Regions from separate parts of the Bombyx mori genome. Here region 1 is linked to region 2. A link is a contact called in public Hi-C data. All regions are on one chromosome and are shown on one strand. Each heading gives the region's core, a stretch centred on a gene start, on an enhancer-like site or on the middle of the called end of the contact. The rest is flanking DNA. Distances are from core to core; before and after follow the strand shown. Region 1 overlaps LOC101742959 (neuroglian). Region 2 holds the start of LOC101742959 (neuroglian).

Region 1 (7,018 bases), core at 3,854-6,353, 37 kb after region 2:
CGTTTCGACCCCTGACATGGACCGAGACAATCACGTGCCGCACGTAACAGGATCCCCGAAATTCACACCGCACGGGAGAGTTCGACAACCCGGGGGTGAGTCACCGGAATGTTCCACAATTCGGGAATCCAATATACAGGCTAATGTAGGGTAGTCAACCCGGAAACGGATATCGGTTTATTTGAATTTAGACCCCTTAAGCTGTTAGAAGCTGTATCGACGATCGTCCTGTTTAACTGAGTGGTTTTCGTTTACTTTAATTAATGGACTGTACTGCAAGACTTGGTGATTTTTTATTTTATTTTAATAAATAATGGTCACATATTGTCTTTATTTGAGTTTCAACTTAACTAACAAATATATAAATTAACACCAAATCGTAATGTATATAAAAAAATATTACAGTTTTCACTGAATTGAGATTTCTCTCAGATTTCTTAAACGAATTTTCATTGAAATCCGGTCTCAAATGCTGTTTAACTTTTCCTATTGTCATTTATTTAGGACCTCATTTAATGACGATATTTTTACTAAGACTTTAATTTAGCCATGATGAATAGTAAGCTCACGCGTAGAACGGTGTTACCGTACAAATCCACCGTGTAACAACTGATTTGTCGCTCAACAATGAGCAATATACTGAAGGACATAATCACATTATTAGATAATCCAGTCATCTCATTTTTGTTTTGATTGATCGTAGACAAGTGTGCATTTGATATGAAAATAAAAAACCCAATAGCTAACCACGGTTCAGTTGAGAGTCTCCAAAATCTTTGTCTTATCCTTGCATGTTTCCAATGTCCAAACGATTCTCAATCAGTCCGTACAGATTAAATTGTTCCGTTACGACTGGTCGAACGGGCAAAACGAGTTCCTCGGCACTAGTTCGCCTCTATTGGGCACATCCTGACGCCGCGCCGCTTGCCCGGCTCACATTAGAACGCCCACATCAACAAAACGCACGAAATTTGTACGTCCCTATTACGTTATGATTTGATTCTTGCCTTGATTGGAATTAATCTATGCGGGTCAAAGTTGAAGCTACAATTTTTTTTAAATATCAGATTTTATCATTCTTAACGTTACAGTGTAGGAAGCTATATAAATACAGGCTTACGATTACTACTTTCGAGAAAATAAGTCCTGATAACAATATTGTTGCCGAAACAGAAATTGAAGTAGGTAGTAGACAGTAAAAGTTTTATAACGATTTTGTAGTGTTTTTTTCTAAAAAAAATTACCTTTGTAAAGTTCAAAGATCAAAGAAATATTCGTGATACTAATCTGTATATATCGATTTATAAACATACGATTAGTAATTGGTGTAGGAAAAAGGGGACTTGTTGACGAAGCGGCAATAAATGGTCACCACCATTTTAAACTATGTGGTATTTTCTGTGGCAATCAAGATGCATGAGAACTTTATCGCGATGTGTGTTCGTTAACTACGTTAATTTCCCTTAGCTTATATAGAAATTCGCTATATTTAATCAGTTCATATGAAAGACATGAATAATGCATAAATAGACAAATTTGAGCACGTCGCATGACTTCGAAGGCAGATGAGCTTAAGGCCTATGACAGGTCAGGCCAGGAGTTATCGTGGCTAATGGCCATCTAGAATCTTAGAGATACAACCGAGGCCCTTTATTTACAAACCCCGCTTGAAGAAGAACATGTCAGCACTAAGGGAACAAAGTACTATAGGTTTAAAAATTAGATTATAAATGGTAAAAATGATTGCGGTAAGAAGACTATTGAAGTTGGTACAATGCTAAGAAAGATGATATGTGTTTACATCATACATATAATTTCTCAGAACGCTGAGTTTGTGTTTTTATATATCTCAATTTCATGATGACAAAAGAATCATAACTTTCATTGTCTGTGTGTGTGTTTGTGTCCGCACATTTGATGTATTAATTTATTATTTGAACTTGCAGCCATTCCCCCTGAAATCAAGGAGGGTCCCATGAACCTGACCAACGTGGACGGCTCCGAGGCTGTGCTCAAGTGCAGAGTCTTTGGAGCACCGAAACCTATCGTTAAATGGATGAAGGACAACGTCGACGTCACAGGAGGGAAGTAAGTAATCTTCGCACGCGTTTGCAGAGGAGAAACGCGACGCGTGATCATGGTGCTTCCGACCCGCCACTATGCAGTAGTGAAATAATAAGGTGTTTGAAGAATACCACTTTTTACTGGTGGTAGGACCTCTTGTGAGTCCGCGCGGGTAGGTACCACCACCCTACCTATTTCTGCCGTGAAGCAATAATGCGTTTCGGTTTGAAGGGTGAGGCAGCCGCTGTAACTATACTTGATACCTTAGAACTTATATCTCAAGGTGGGTCTCGCATTTACGTCGTAGATGTCTATGGGCTCCAGTAACGACTTAACACCAGGTGAGCTGTGAGCTCGTCCACCCATCTAAGTAATAAAAAAAAATTATTGAAATCGTCAAAAGCAGACAGCGTTGCTGGCAGCGATATCTTATTTACACTTTTCCATGAATGTTGGTAGTATTTTTATTGTAAGATTTCCGTAGGCGAATTCTGATCTCTCCCGGCGCCTTGATTATACTGCAAGGTAATCAACAGTTCCGCCAGCCCGCCCGGGGTTACCTCTTGTTGCGACCGACAAGGATCGAAATTCAGGCTTTGGTGTCTATGGGATCTGGTAACCGTCCAACATCAGATCAGACCCGACTTCATTTCAACATTTAGAATCTGCAACGCTTTTCGGCTGAATGGTACATGGAAGCTATGGTATCTACAGAGCCCACTCCTACTCAGGAAGGCAAGGAAGTACGACGATATACGAGATATTCCACAACAATAAATACAACATACAAGCTACGACTAGTTTCGAAATTATTCTTCAATTGCAGCATTAACACATATATTTTATATTTCGTCACTTACCATACGTAATGAGACCGGTGTCTTTGTTATTTTATTGTGTAACAGAAAATGTTTACCAACAAAACCGAACATTTGCAACTAAATCAGGGCTTGATATAGTATCAAATCAATAATACATCCTTAAATATTGTCACTCGATTTAAATTCTATAATCATTTTCGACCCGTTTTCCCTTTAAAGAGTTTAATTCGTATCTGACCTTTACCGAGACCTTTCCCGGCTTTTATATTTAGTCGGCATTCTGTTACTTCGCCGGAGTGTTGTGGGTCATTTTGATTGAAACGAATTTTGTATTGGGCGCTCCGTTATGTCACACTTGCGAGACAAAGAAAACATGTCGCTGCCAGAGCATTCATAATGTTGCATTGTCCTATATTTATTTTATAATGAACTTGACATTAGTAAGTTCTATTGCTTCACAGTTGTACTGATAGTCTCGTATTGACATGGATAATAGCGATGGTTTCGTTTAATACCAAGATAACAATTTATTTTGCTGAATTACTCTTAATTTACTATGCTAAACTCAATGCTGACATATAGAGAATTATGTTGATGAGGACTCTGGAGAAACTCAATTGAATGTCATCCTCCGCAATTATAGGTTACTAGCGACCCGCCCTCGTTTCGCTTCGAAACTGTAGTTTATTATTGATTTCTCCACTATTTAATGGATGTTATTATACATATAAACCTTCCTCTTCAATCACTCTATCTAATAAAAAAAACTGCATCAAAATCCGTTGCGTAGTTTTAAAGATTTAAGCATTCTTAGGGACAGACAGATATAGGGACAGAGAAAGCTACTTTGTTTTATACTATGTAGTGATAGCAAATTCCCTGCGAGCTCGCGACTCCCAGCCACTAGAAATAAGTTCCACTTCTTCATCAAAATCCTAGTTTAAACATAATTTCCAATGAACAGATACAACATAACGGCGGAGGGCGACCTCGTGATCCGCGACGTGTCGTTCACTGACGTGGGCACGTACCAGTGCTACGCCAAGAACAAGTTCGGCGAGACCTCCGCCTACGGATCGCTGGTGGTCAAGAGTAAGGACACGTGCCCTCCAATTGAACCTCCACCATACACTCGTAGTCGCGGCCCGCTCACGCACGGTCGAGGAACGAATATTGTCGACAAGTGCTATTAGTGGTGAATTAGCTAATAAGTAGCCAACCACTATCGAACACCGCCGCGGACCCGGGCCTTCGAAGTGTTATTCAAGAATTCTGGACTCTTGTAGTAACTTTGTTAAACACTAATTCAGTATCCTCACATTTATCGTCTGTTGATATTTCACGTAAAGTGTTCACTGTTAAGAAATACTCTTAAATAACACCACTCAAACCGATTTGAATTGTGTTCTCGACGTGGCGCGAGGTGTCCGCCCCCGCGCCCGCTCGCCGCTCACTGCGACCACGGAGCGCCAAGTAACGGTTGTACGTTTGGACCGCAGAGCACACGGTGATCACGGACAAGCCGGAGCACTACGAGGTGGCGGCGGGCTCGTCGGCCACGTTCCGCTGCAACGCCAACGCGGACGACTCGCTGCCGCTGCAAATCATCTGGCTCAACGACGGCCAGCAGATCGACTTCGAGAGCCAGCCGCGCTTCCGCATGACCAACGACTACTCGCTGCTCATCTCCGACACCAGCGAGCTCGACTCCGGCCAGTACACCTGCATCGCCAGGACGCCCGTCGACGAGGCGCGCGCCCAGGCCACGCTCACCGTCCAAGGTTCGACCCGCCCTCACTACAGATACAAACGAAAGGACTTGTTTTAGCTTAGCTTAGCGCCGTTCAGGTTTGGCACTCAATAATATGCAAAAACGGTTTTAATATCCGACTCTTCAAACCGGGACTCAGTCTGATCTGAAATTCATTATTGAGGGTGTGGAGCTTGGTATTTGAGTGTGAGTGTGTGTGCAGACAAGCCGAACCCGCCGGTGCTGACGGGCGCGGAGTGCGGCGCGCGCACGGCCACGGTGCGGTGGCGGGCGGCGGGCGACAACCGCGCGCCCATCCTGCGCTACTCGCTGCACTACAACACCAGCTTCACGCCGCACGTGTGGGCCGTCGCCGCCGCCGCCGTGCCGCCAGTAGACTCCGCCTGGACCGCCGCGCTCAGCCCCTGGGCCAACTACACCTTCCGGTCAGTCCCGCCGCCGCCACCACCACCACACACCTACATAATATACACATAGCTAAACATTACAACGTTCTACCGACAGCGTGGTGGCGCACAACAAGATCGGCCCGTCAGCGCCCTCGGGCCACTCCGACGTGTGCACCACGCAGCCCGACGTGCCCTACAAGAACCCCGACAACGTGAAGGGCGAGGGCACCGACCCCACCAACATGCTCATATCGTGGACGGTAACGCTCTCCACCACACACAGTACATTGCTAACGCGACAATGCAGATTGTCGTAAGAGTGGACCTGCGCCAATCTGTTTCAACCGTCTCATTATATCCGTCAGAAAATGCCTCAAATCGAACACAACGGCCCCGGGTTCTACTATCTGGTGTCGTGGCGCCGGAACATCACGGGACAACCCTGGGAAGAGCACCAGGTCCGGGACTGGCAGCAAACCGAACACCTGGTGACCAACACCCCCACCTTCCAGCCCTACAAGATCAAGGTGCGTACGCTGCTTGCAATAACATATATTTAGTTTTAGTCTGATATAATTTTTTTAATTAAGCTTTCACAAGTTTCTTCGAAATCGATAGGGGCTCATATTTACTTGCACGTGGAGCTTTTTTAAATTCGTAATCTAAAACGAAATTCAAAATTTTAAACACATTTACATAACAATACAAAAACTATCCTAAGTCGCACGTCTGTGGCGGCAGGAACCGACGATAAACTCGCACTTTTCTATATAGAACTTATGTTTTGTTGTTAAAACAATGATTTAAAAGGATCTGCATGATTTGTAGGTGACGGCGGTGAACTTCAAAGGAACATCGAACGTGACTCCCATTGAAGTGATCGGCTGGTCCGGAGAGGACCGACCCACTCAGGCTCCGGGCAACCTCAGCCTGTCCCAGGTGACGTCCGGCACCAGCGCCGTGCTCAGCTGGACTCCCGTGGCGCCGGAGTCACTGCGGGGGCACTTCAAAGGATACAAAATCCAGACCTGGACCGACGCCGAGGAGGACCGGCTCAAGGAGATCTTTGTGGAGTCCGACGCGACCAGCGCCCTCGTCAACAAGTTCAAGCCCTTCAAGAAGAACAACGTGCGCATCCTCGCCTACAACGGCCGCTTCAACGGGCCCGCCAGCGACACCCTCAGCTTCGTCACCCCCGAGGGACAGCCCTCCACCGTTCGCTCCTTCGAGGCCTACCCTATCGGCTCCTCCGCCATGCTGCTCAAGTGGGAGAAGCCCATGGAGGAGAACGGCGTCCTCACCGGCTACAAGATCTACTACAGCAAGGTGATCGCCACGGCCGTGGAGACTCCGAAGGAGCGCAAGAAGGAGATCGACCCCAAGTTCGACCGCGCCAAGCTCGCCGGCCTCGAGCCCAACACCAAGTACAGGATCGAGATCCGCGCCAAGACCAAGGCCGGCGAGGGCAAGGGCTACTACGTGGAGCAGTCCACCAACAACGTGCTCACCGCGCAGCCCGACGTGCCCGCCTTCGAGACCGAGACGCTGCCCGGGAAGGAGGGCACGGCCCACGTCATAGTCCGCTGGATCCCCTCGCTCGACGGACACGCGGGGACGCACTTCGTGGCCTGGTACCGGCTCAAGGGGCACCCCGACTGGCAGCGGACCAACGACATCACCGAGGACGACTTCGTGATCCTGACGGGGCTGGAGCCCGGCCAGCTGTACGAGGTCAAGGTCACGGTGCACGACGGCCACTACTTCAGCACCAGCGAGCTGCGGACGGTCGACACCTCCATAGGTGAGTTGCATTCGGCGCACGACGCACCTTTGCACAAAAGGCGTTTTATCGAAATAGTCATATTCTTATTAATTAATCTCTCCACGCTCAAAGAAAACAATTAACAGATACGTGATTTAAAAATTGGAAAATCTATATATATAAAAATGAATTGCCGTTCATTAGTCTCGCT
Region 2 (6,539 bases), core at 2,386-4,885:
GTGTCGGACGCCGAGGAGCCCGAGCTCAAGAAGCTCCGCGGCGCCCGGGACGCCCCCCGCCCCTTCGAGCGGGACCTCGCCCTCGAGCTGAAGCTGTCCCGCAACCCGCTGGACTGGAGCGTGGACGACGTGTACGCCTACCTGAGCAGCACGGACGACTGCAAGCCCGTCGCCGAGCGCATGAAGCGGGAGGAGATCGACGGCGAGGCCTTCGTCATGCTGGACCTGCCCGTCATCAGAGACTTCCTGCACATGAAGAAGGAGTTCGCGCTGCAGCTCAGCAAGCACATCGCCATCGTGCGCTGGTACACGCACAACTTCGAGCAGAACTGCGGCTCGTGATCTCCCTCCGCCGCCCGTGTACTTCTAGTCCGTAATAAACTATGTTTTGTTGAATATTCGAGCATTTTATTTTCGAAACTTTTTGCAAATGTAACTGCAGATTTTGGTTAATAACGATTTAGCGTCACCGCCCTCGTTGACCGTGAAGTCTTCGTTGGAGTAAATGTTTTTCTTGGCCGAGCACTTCTTGACGCGGATGTCCAGGTCGCTGGGGACGCGGTCTCGGCGCTCGGCCGCCCAGCTGTCCTCATCGAACTCGTCTCCCAATTTTTTCAAATTCTCCGCAGACGCGAACTTATTTCGGACCGACTCGTAATCCAAGTTTCTGATATTAATCTCCGAGAGGCGACTTCTTTCCACCACGTTAATTTGTACGCAAGACGTCCCCTCGACCAAATATAGGTTAAAGGTCTCCCCTCCGTCTCCTGAACTCCTCGTAGCTGAGGACTGTTCGTTAAACGAAGAGTCCGTATTGAGGTTTCCATTGTAAAACGTAACGTATCCTTCCGACCCTTGCGAGTTGGTGGGTGTGGATGCGTCACAATTTCCGGAACGTTTAGCTGTGGTCGTTGAGCCGGTCACTTTAATGTCGACCGAAGACATCATATTCTGGAACATGTCATTAATAAAGTCCTCCATGTCGACCAAGGATTCCTCTTTATTTTTGGCTAAGATTTCGTTAAACCGCTGCTTGTAGAGGTCAAAATCTCTCATGCTGGTGTAAAAGTTCTCAAATAGCTTTTCTACAGTCGTCTTAAAGAATTTTATGTTCGAGTCGAGACTGATAGATGAGCTCTCGTCGGTTTGCAGTTCTTGTGAAACAGTCTCATAAACTCTCTTTTCGATTTTGTCGAGTTCTGAATTTGTTAGTATGACATCCTTATCGGTGGTAGCACTTAAATCGGATTCCCTAACGGGCACTTCATCGTGCTCATATCGTTCGTAATACTTTGGAGATGAATACTCGTGGGACTGTGAGGAACTTTTCGAAACGTTCACATCTGAATTAAAGACGATGGGCGCTCTTTGACGTGGAGAACAGAAACTGTGCCGGGTCTTCAAGTAAAGATCACAGGCGTTAGCTGCAAGGAATGAAACGCAAATGTATCGAAATATTTCGGTTATTAATAATACACCTGTAAAATTCACCATTAAAGTAGTTATTGTTATCATTATATGTATACTTTAATAAGTACCTACTGCAAATTATAAGTGTTGTTTATTTTTTAGCCTACAATTTTTTATTTATTGCTTAGATGTGTGGACGAGCTCACACACCTGGTGTTAAGTGGTTACTGGAGCCCATAGACATCTACAACGTAAATGCGCCACCCACCTTGAAATATAAGTTCTAAGGTCTCAAGTATAGTTAAAACGGCTGCCCCACCCTTCAAACCGAAACGCATTACTGCTTCACGGCAGAAATAGGCAGGGTGGTGGTACCTACCCGCGCTGACTCTCAAGAGGTCCTACCACCAGTAATCTGCCAGTAGCTTCGAGGATCTATTTTGGCGTCTTCTTGATTAGTGAGCAAAGTGACGAGGCTCAGCCTGAGAAAGTTTGCTAACATTTACCCTAATAAGCTTCGCTGAATCTATCACCAGATCGGAAGCGCAACCCATTGATAAGATCTGGTGAAAACTCAGTAGCTTAAATCGTAATAAGATCGCAATTTATAAAATTTCTTTTCATTATTTTAAACACCTAACGGTTATTTGAAAGACAGAGATCCATACGTACTTTAATTCGCTATTGCTAATTTAATTTTCATAAATTTAATATACAATGCTACATGTTTTAGCTAATATGTTAAAATAAATTGTTGCAAAGCTAATCAATAACTTACGCATTTTCAGGGCTAATCATTAACACATCAATTAATTTGAAATAAAAAAAATAGTTTGAAATTACTTATTGATGATTTATGGCAGGTTTATAAATAAAATAATTTTCAAAATTTCAAAAATATCATTTTAAATTCGCGCCCTTCTGACGTTGTCAAAAATATAGAATCAATGACAACGGATCACATAACATAATATAACTAAAAGTAGGTAGCAAAAAGAGGATGGCTTATGGAATGCCGTTATTCTTTTTTTTTATTTTTATTGCTTAGATGTGTGGACGAGCTCACAGCCCACCTGATGTTAAGTGGTTACTGGAGCCCATAGACATCTACAACGTAAATGCGCCACACACCTTGAGATATAGTTCTAAGGTCTCAGTATAGTCACAACGGCTGCCCCACCCTTCAAACCGAAACGCATTACTGCTTCACGGCAGAAATAGGCGGGGCGGTGGTACCTACCCGTGCGGACTCACAAGAGGTCCTACCACCGGTAATTACGCAAATTATAATTTTGCGGGTTTGATTTTTATTGCACGATGTTATTCTTTCACCGTGGAAGTCACTCGTGAACATTTGTTGAGTACGTATTTCATTAGAGAAATTGGTACCCGCCAGCGAGATTCGAACACCGGTGCATCGCTCGATACGAATGCACCGGACGTCTTATCTTTTAGGCCACGACGACTTCAAATTTGTTCTTAAGGTGCGTGCAGAGCAGCTTATGCGACATCTTCTTGAGTCTCTTTCGCCTCTTTCGCCCAACTTCCCGTTGACCGGTAGATAAGCTCACGGGCTCAACCTTAGAGAATTGCTAACACTGGTCCTAGCAAGAGTATTGCTTCTCTGAATCTACTACCGGATCGGAATCGCGACCCACTGAGAAGATCCGGCGAAAAATTCAGTGGTTTGTATCTATGGACTAGTTCACATGTTGAGCTCTTCGTCGTAGTCGACGAGTTCGACGAGGACTAATAATTTAAATATTAATCTTGCGAGGACGGTGACCGATGTTTGCAGAGCCTAAATGCACCGAGAGTGGATCCAGCGTATCCGACAAGACATGTTTTGGGCGACCGCGGCTTTGCTTTATTCCATCACCTGATTCGAATATGTAGTTAGCGGTGACCACGATAAGAAGGTTATCTTGTTCCGCCGCTTTTTCAAAGTAGAGAAGTGATATTTAAATGAAATACATAAAGGTGAGAAGATAGAACAAAACCCGAAAATGGTTTCTTCCAAAAATTCCATTATAGCTTAGTAGGTTCTCACCAATTTACTGTGAAATGTGTAGTAATTAAATTTCATTACGGGTATCGTTTACTGCTTTAACCTTCATAAAATAGAAGCTTGGAAGTATAGGCTGTGTTTCCTTTGCTTTGTCACGTATAAAATATCTACGATACCCTTTGCCTATACAGGCTGCAAAGCCGAATAAAAATATATTTATGGCGTTGGCTTAACAGTCATTGAACCGAACCGACGTTGAACCGTCAATTTCATCAATTTTTATGAACGAAGTACGAACGAACGAGAGTCGACAGCGAATCTCAGAGGCCCCGCCTTTACATTAATATTTTTAGTTTGTTAGTTTTCGCGATGTTATTGTATTAAAACAAGAAATCTAGGTAATAACGAATTTGTTAAGTAAAAACCGTTACTTTCTTATTTAAAACAAGCAAACTTTTCTTACTGGAATGTAATTATCGATTTGTCGCATACTGAAATAAATAGCTTAGTTTGTCGCGGCTTTAAGGCATTCTTTGCCGGTAATACTTTATCCAGAGAAAGATTTACGATATCTTTATAGTTTTAGTATGTTTAAAATGTTATTGTGTCACAAAACGTATGGGAATTGATTGAATTCCCGGCAACTATTTTTAGTGGGTGTTGTCATTGTAGTGTGTCTGTATTCTTTATTCGGATTAGGTCATCGAGTGCGGCGAACATGTGTGCTGGAGAAATGTGTTTTGCTATGTTTTAAAGTTGTTTATTTTGTTTCTTGTTAGATAAACGAGTTGTGAACGACGTAGTCCTCACAATGGATACGAGCAGAATTCTGTGTTTCATAGCGTTAGTCTCGCAGGCCGCTGCTTTATGTGAGTATTATATATTCGCATCTGTACATCTCTCAATCTAGTATAAATTTCCGTTAAAAATATTAGCAACATATATGTTTGCAGAATTTCGTGTGATATAGTCAATGTAACTTAGGTCCCTTTCACTGTCCTGTAGCTAGATTTCACAGTCTATTTAACACGAAGCCCTTTCCAACAACTATGCTCTTAGTTATTATTCTATATTCTAAATTAAAAGTCTGTTTTTAGGTATTTAATCATAGTAAATTGATTTTTAATAACAAATTTTACATATTTGAGTTTCCTTAAATAAAATAAAAACGTGTTCCAACAGAAGAGTAATAACAATATGAAATAATAGTTCAAGCACACTTTTATTTCTTATTGTGAAACAAGTCCCTGAATGAATGGAAATCCCTTCTGTTTCTGCTTGGAACTGGATCTATTACTAAACATTATATAATAAAGATATTATTTAATACATTACAATGAAAATAATTTCTAAATTGGTGTTCTAAGTTTCCTAATTACTTTATTATTGATTACCATTGAACATATCCTACATAAAGGCAGTATGTCTGTCTGTATGTATATTGTATGCTGTATGTACACTGGATATCTGATTAAATAAATAACAACAGTTTGAATCTTTTTAATATCAGATGGATTCACTTGTGTTATACACCAATTGAAGTAATTTTTTGTTAAGTTAAAAGAAAAAGATTGGAAAAGTTTTTAAAACTAATTATTATTTAAAAATATGAGTATAATATTGCACTTTTTAAATATCTACAGATAAAACATGATTAATTTACTGTATTATGTACGTTTTTTTAATTTTTCTAAATAAGTAAATTACATAGTTTTGTAAGTTTTATATTTACAACATCATCACTTTTTCGTGGTGTTATTTGTGATCGGTATATATTTGCTTAAAAAATCTACGTGACAGTGGATTTCAACTCCCACATAGTCTATATAAGTGATATACATTTCTATATAAGTGAGGACTGGTCATCACTCACCATCCAGCCTGGTGCTGCATTAGAAAGGAAAAAAGAAAAAAAACACCACATCTTCCCAGTCAAGCAAAAGTTTCAGTATCTAGAATCATGTAATGGTGTTAGCAATCTATAATACTAACTGAATGTAAATTTATCAAATAAATGAAGCTTTTCTTTTAAAAACTTGTGCTGTATATGCAAAAATTAAAGATTAACTTAAATATTTTGCCAACAGTAACATCTCCACCAAAAATCGTGAAGCAACCGACTCAGGAAGAAATCCTGTTCCAAGTGGCGCAACAGGGAGAAGTGGATAAACCTTTTATTATAGAGTGCGAGGCTGAAGGAGAACCAGCACCTAAGTACGCACATTTATTTTTATTTATTTTATAAAACTGTAGAACTCAATCTTTAGGAATTAAAATTTATCCCCTTTACTTAGGTGGTTTAAGGTTTTAAACTTTGTGTAGTTGCAATAGCACGTCAGCTGCCAAATTTCACATTCTATATGTGTGAACACTGTATCAAATTCATAGAAAGATACAGACTGAGTTAGTGATTATATTAACTACATCACTGACTTCAATAGCAGGTCAGCTGTTGATATGATCTGCAATGGCATATCTAGTTGGTTTTTTTTACACAATTATCATATCTAAATAATGATAGTAGATACCTTTCTCCACAGAACAAATTTTTCATCTAAGTAACCTAATATGTATAGCATTTATATTTATGCAGACTTGTATACGCATTATATACTTATTAGTTATACTATATCTATATTTTAAAATATTTGAAGCAAAAACTTTGTACCCCTTTTTACGAAAATTGCATGGAAAAAGAAGTATGAAATTTCTTACACTTATAGAGAAGAGAGAAGTACAGAATGCTAATATATTTTTTTATTTTTGCATTAAAAATAAAACACACACTCCCATCTATTTTACACACACGCATTTATACTCTTTTGTTTATTGATGAATTCTGTGGTCAATTTCAAAATAGATTAATATTATTGTCTTTAATATTATTTGTCTATTATGTAGTCTTGGAAAAAATCTGTGCTTATATAATAGAAGCTTAATAGTCTGACAATAGAACCATAATAATGTTCAAACTTATAATTTCAATTAATTTTAGTCTAATTTCTGGGGCTTAATTATAGTCTATAGACTACAGGGGAACCACTAGTTAAAGTAAAGGTATGATTTTCTTAATGTACTATCCATGTTTTTTGTAGCTTATTATACGTCAAGTACAGTGTGA

What was found. A called contact is a pair of places that touch in the nucleus more often than the background predicts.
Region 1: a contact with region 2 is called in a Hi-C map of whole pupa, with 2.2 times the contacts expected there. The contact joins the enhancer-like site here to the promoter of LOC101742959 in region 2. A contact is called at or near these places in 2 of 7 Hi-C or Micro-C datasets (both in whole pupa).

The regions. Positions count from the first base shown.
Region 1 is chr5:18,565,683-18,572,700 of ASM3026992v2, forward strand. It overlaps LOC101742959 (neuroglian), which reads left to right. Exons shown (of 16, transcript XM_038010863.2): 7 at 1,947-2,088; 8 at 3,850-3,977; 9 at 4,385-4,666; 10 at 4,859-5,081; 11 at 5,161-5,305; 12 at 5,411-5,572; 13 at 5,874-6,846. Among protein-coding and RNA genes, the nearest start is that of LOC692919, 14 kb to the right of the region's middle. Within about 2 kb of position 5,104, at least 3 of the 8 cell types and tissues checked have open chromatin away from gene starts, as enhancers often do.
Region 2 is chr5:18,530,597-18,537,135 of ASM3026992v2, forward strand. LOC101742959 (neuroglian) reads left to right here and starts at 3,636. Exons shown (of 16, transcript XM_038010863.2): 1 at 3,636-3,816; 2 at 4,198-4,287; 3 at 5,506-5,632. The coding sequence starts at 4,230. LOC101738160 (scm-like with four MBT domains protein 2) reads left to right here. Exons shown (of 7, transcript XM_004923815.5): 7 at 1-398. The coding sequence ends at 342. LOC101738294 reads right to left here and starts at 2,359. Exons shown (of 2, transcript XM_004923816.3): 1 at 2,189-2,359; 2 at 387-1,424. The coding sequence starts at 2,192. The coding sequence ends at 409.